Regions from separate parts of the Hordeum vulgare genome. Here region 2 is linked to region 1. The links are chromatin contacts, called in public Hi-C maps. All regions are on one chromosome and are shown on one strand. The core of a region is the stretch at or near the end of the contact, and the rest is flanking DNA. Distances in the headings are between cores, read along the strand shown. Region 1 holds the start of LOC123396036 (protein tesmin/TSO1-like CXC 5). Region 2 holds the start of LOC123396314 (protein NETWORKED 1D-like).

Region 1 (2,700 bases), core at 154-2,653:
CTTGTCAAGTATCAGGGTGCAAACAAGGTAGCTCGACATCAAGTTTCTATCTAGCCACAACCCAATAGTTTTTTTTGCATGGGAACAAGACACAAGGACCTGCATCAAATCTTCATCCATTGCTTCACAAAGATCACATCTTTGCGATGCACTTGATACGACGGTATTTCTAAGTGGCATGATCAGGGATAACCTTAGTACTCTCCACGAGAAAACCTCAACTTTCGAGAGAACTTTGAGCTTCCAAAGAGCAAACCAAAGTCGAGACTCTAATAATGAAGTTCATGCTACCGCCCCTTCCTCTGAAGCACATTGCCCATTCCGAGTCATGAGAGCACAATAGGTTGTTTTAACAGAATACCCCCTGATCTTTCTAGAACCCAAACCAAGTTATCTTCTCCAAGCCATAGACCGAAGCGGGATCTTAAGCATAGCAACTGTGTGAGGTACAAGATTTTTTTTCTCGCAACCTAGATACCCCATCGTTTAACATGATCATCAATGAGATCCAAGACATACATCAATAGGGCGTTACCTGAGGCGCCCCATCGGCTTGAAAGTAGTTGTTGTGGCCTTGCGGGGATCTATATGTGCATTAGTCTTTGCAAAACTAAAATGCTTACACTAGTACAGTAGATGTTTTGAAAGTATAAATTACACAATGCTCACGAAAGTCTTCAAATTTTTTCTTCGTTTTTGTTTCACGCTTGCACTTAGCAGTTTTGTTTCGAGTTTATAAGAGTAGTACATGCGCGAACACTCGAAACATAAAAACACTGATTAACTAATACCCCTCCGTTCACTACTAGACATGTTTTAGATATTTTAATATAGACAACATACAAAATAAAAATAATGAAACAAATACACTAAAACACGTCTACATACAATCAATTTATGAAGGAAGTTGCTACTATGTCTGATCCATATTAATTGTTCTTGATTTAGTCTAACGGTAGTAAATCAATGATAATTAATATGGTAAATCAATGACAATTAATATGGATCAGGGGAGTAGAACATTTTATACTAATAACCGAAGGGAGTATTTTGTACAATTGCCAGCTAATTTCACAAAATAACACAGAATAATTCAGAACTGGGGCAATGAAGATCACTCATGCCTGTTTGTAAGAAAAGAAAACAAGAATGAAAACAGCTCAAAAAAAAAAAAACAAGACCACTCAGGGTCACGGCCTTCGTACATCCGCCGCCGTAGAAAATCAGGAGTGAATCGGGATCAAAAGAGGACCCACCGATCTGGACCCTCCAGCGGGCCGTCCCGAATCCTAAAGCCCTCCACGCGCCGTCCGATCCACCTCCCCCTGCGCCTTCCTCTCCAATCCCACTCCGCCTCGTTCACTCCTCCACCTCTCTCCCCCTCCCTCTCCCCCGCCCGACTCGCCACCACGGCGAATCCACCGCCGCCTCCGCCGATCGGGCGGCCGCCGTCGCCCTACCCGATGGCGGCCGCGGGGGATCCAGAGGAGCCCCCGAGGCCTCCCCCGCCGCTCGAGCCCCCCGGATCCGAGGCCCCCCCAGACGACCCCGCCCCCGCCCCCGCCCCCGTCCCCGTCCCCGTCCCTCCCCCGCCTCCCGCCCCGGCTCCGGCGCCCCCTGCTACCGAAGCCATGGCGCTCGTCTCCGCTCCCGCGCCCGCCGCGGTGTGGACGGCAGTGTCGCCGCCGGCCGAGGCGAACGGGAGCTCCGACAGGAGGAAGAAGTCGGTACCCTCCCTTTTTTTACCCTTTTCGGCAAAATTTGGGTTTTGCCTCCGATTTCCTCTTTTGGTTCGTTGCGTGCTAGGTATTTCCTCTGGGATTCCCTCTCACCAGCCTTCCATTCTCTCTCCTTTGTTTGGTCAGGAGGAAAGCGGAGGACGGCGAAGGGTGCAGGACGTGCAGCTGCAAGAAGTCCAGGTGTCTGAAGCTGTAAGTTGCGCGATTCTTCCACTGTTCTCGCTAGTAATGCCGAATGCTGCAAGTGTCCCGTCGTAGAACGCCAGAATTCAGCGAGGGGGGTGATATATCGAGCTTGCGTTCTCAGTACATCCCTAATTGTTTAGGATGCAATTGGCATTTTGATCCGGCACTAGTTCAGTTCGACATCTGCAATGAGTCCGGTGCTTTTTTTTAGCAACTCTAGATTCGCATTTCAGATGTTTGATGGATAAGGCGCCCAATGTAGCCAATCGAGACCCCTAGAGATTTTGACACTCTATTTGAGCCATGTTTACCAGCTCTATCTGAACATGCGTACAGCTTAAAAAAACACGACTTTATCCACACAGGTTGAGTTGTTGTTTCAATTTTACGTTCACCTGTACTTACTAGTTACTGATACAATGCCACACACTTGAAGCACAATTAAGATTAGTAGATTGGCTGGGATTCTGGTCTAGCTGTACATAGCATGCGTGTTAGTGCCATGTATTGCTTCACAGCACTCTTGCCATGGAGGGAACCGAGTTTCAGGCAGGGGGTGGTGATGCATGGAAAAGATGGGGAATGCTGATTTTTGCACGCACTGATGCACCCACCCTGCACACACAAACATACACCTAACCACGCTAATGCATGCGCACAACATGATTTATGATTTGTTACTGCTAAATTCAAGTTGCTTCTTGTTGTACTGACCAATTGCTTTATGCTGTGGCAGTTATTGTGTGTGTTTTGCTTCTGGGTCACATTGTTCTGA
Region 2 (2,700 bases), core at 150-2,649, 170 kb after region 1:
ACGTTTGAACATTACGAGGTCATTTTTGGTAGGGAAAACATAGTTACTAATAAATTTGAAGCAAAAAATCCTCATTTTTAGATGAAGAAATAAACTATATTACAAAAATTTAGAATTGATATATGGAGTCCTTACAATTTGTTAAAAAATAATCCCGCAAAAATGTTCAAAAAGATAAGATTTTTAAAATAAAATTTAATTTTACTTTATGTTTCTCCCATAAAACCAAAATTTTTGGGCTCAATTCGTTGCTAACCTCAAGTTACAACATGTCTAGCCCAAAAGAAATCAGTATGGCCCACACCTCTTGAGAAGGATTAGGCGTTTATTCTAGAACATAGTGGATGCAGCAACCATGCATTGTTCACCACGAATCCCACTATTTTCAGCCGTTGGATTTAGGATATAAATGGTTAGGATTGATGGTCAGCTCCTATTCAAAACTCATACACTATATTATAGTATAGAAATAGGGTTGCCTTCCATGTGTCAGAATACGCGACTAGATAAAAAATTAAAAAAAAAACAGAAATAAGCTGTCGGACCGGGGTTGGACCGGTGTTTTCCCTCTTCTTATTTGTGAAATCTGAAATACGAGTATCGAATTCAAATCCCCACATAAATGATGTGTGCATTAAGCTGTTCCCTGGACCAAACAGGGCTCATAATCAGATCACACGATCGTGCTTTAAGGAGAAAATAAATTAATGATCGGCCGAGAAAACCAGACCATGGTACGCATGGATAAAGATAAATGAAACGCGTACAGCACAGTACGACCGACCGACCGATCGATCGATCATCAAGCCGCCTTTACCCACCTACCGTTCTCTCCTCCCTTGTGAACTGCCAAGGACCAGTAAAAAAAATTGTACTGCTACTCCCCTGACGGAAGATCCACATCCGGGGTGAAATGAAAACGAAAATGAAAACGAACTGATATTATCTTTTTTTTTACTGCCAACGTTCAGTAGTCCTCGTCCGCCACGGACGCCGGCAACGTTCACGCGGATCAACCACAACGGTAACAAAGTACAGTAAGTAGCTCCACACTGCCGATCTTCTTTGACTGATGCGCCGGTGGGTGCTAACCTCTGCCCTTGACTTTTCCACTAGAAAAAGACAGTAAAAGTAATAGTAAAAACAATTAGTAGGAAAAGTAAACAAGCAAGCCTGGCGGAGAAGCACACCCAGGCACTGTTCCCCCTGACACCCTGTTCCGGAGTAGCATAGCATCAAAATATACCGTCCCACAAGATCGTACCGCTAATCGGCCTTAATCTTTGTCCTTACCCTTTAATATTCACCAATAATATTATAAGCAAACAATTAATAATAGTACTACCCATCACGCCGCCCGGACCCTTTCCTCCTCCTCCCCACACCCACACTAGTACCGCCGCTTCCCTCTGCTCTGCTCCTCCATGATTGCATTCACTCCTGCCCGTCACACACACACACACACTCTCTTCTCCTCTCACTCCCCCTCCCCTCCTTCCTCGGGCGCGTACGGGGTGGGTTCACGTGTAGGATGATGATGATGGCGGCGGCCTAGGCTAGGGTGGACGGGTTCCAGCAGCTGGATCTCCGCAACCCTGAACGGCTCGCGGCTGCGGCGGCGGCGGCGCTGAGGCCCCCAAGATCCTCTCCTGCTGCTGCTCGAGGTACGTCTCGATTTGGGCGCCGCGCAATCTCAGGCGGCAATGTGGAGGTTGTGCCGGAGAAACGTAGGTTTCTCGTGGATTCCGTGGGGGCGCTTCCGGCTATTTTTAGCCGGGCCGTTCCGTTCCTCGGCCGGAAATCTGCTTGTGCTGTTCCTCGTGCCGTGCCATGACGGCGATGCCTTCCCGTATAACCCCCGTTCCAGAGCACGCCGGGCGACTGCCCATCTTTTCCTGCCAAAAAAGCTGTGGTTTCACTTCGGGTTGGCTGCTACAGGGCGCCTTTTTCTCCCGGTGTGGTGACGGTGGGCTTCTTCTCCTCTCTTCTTCTTCTTCTTCTTCTTCTTCGGGGTGGATGGATGGATGTGACGCGGGGATCTCGCTCTCTGCCTCCTCTTTAGGAAATGCGGTAATTTCCTGGACCCCGTCCCATCTGGAAATATCTCCAGATTTTCTTCTTCTTCTTCTTCTTCTTCTTCTTTCTTTGGATTGCCCTTTGATTTGATGGCGCCGCTGGTTCCCTGTGATTCCGGGTTCGTTCGTCCCCTTTTCATGCCGCTCGCTCGCTTGTGATGCCTATCACTGCTGTCGACGGCCAGTTTCCCCCTCTTCGCGGCCGGGTGGGTGGGTGGGTTTCTCGCTGCGTCTCTCCTTTCTGTTGTTGGTGATTCGAGGCCTAGGTTAGTTGGTGAGTGATATCCTCCCGTGTTTGTGTTGGTTGGGTGGCTTCTCTTGTCACCGCCCTCCTTCTCCTTCCATCTAGTACCATCCTGCATTCATTTGTGTTGGTGGGATTAGTAGCCTCCATCTTGAAGGATTTTTTGTTCTTGTGATTTTGGTGTGTCAAGTGGGATTTTAGCCATTCTTGTTTCTTGAGGTCAGGCATCTGCTTCTTCTTCTTCCTGGAGTGTTTGTTTTTCCAACCTTGCTTCACTTCTTCCTACCTTGTCTTGCAGTAGCAGTGTTCTGGTAAATCCATGCCCCCTTTCCTTCGCTTCAACTTTTTCTCTTGGCATGGCATTGCTTGGATCATCAACAA

What was found. A called contact is a pair of places that touch in the nucleus more often than the background predicts.
Region 2: a contact with region 1 is called in a Hi-C map of leaf, with 5 times the contacts expected there. The contact joins the promoter of LOC123396314 here to the promoter of LOC123396036 in region 1. A contact is called at or near these places in 2 of 6 Hi-C or Micro-C datasets (leaf and seedling) and 1 of 1 datasets of contacts at active chromatin or transcription factors (embryo).

What each region holds. Positions count from the first base shown.
Region 1 is chr5H:36,483,476-36,486,175 of MorexV3_pseudomolecules_assembly, forward strand. LOC123396036 (protein tesmin/TSO1-like CXC 5) reads left to right here and starts at 1,404. Exons shown (of 6, transcript XM_045091067.1): 1 at 1,404-1,723; 2 at 1,866-1,931; 3 at 2,662-2,700. The coding sequence starts at 1,464.
Region 2 is chr5H:36,656,983-36,659,682 of MorexV3_pseudomolecules_assembly, forward strand. LOC123396314 (protein NETWORKED 1D-like) reads left to right here and starts at 1,400. Exons shown (of 6, transcript XM_045091279.1): 1 at 1,400-1,664.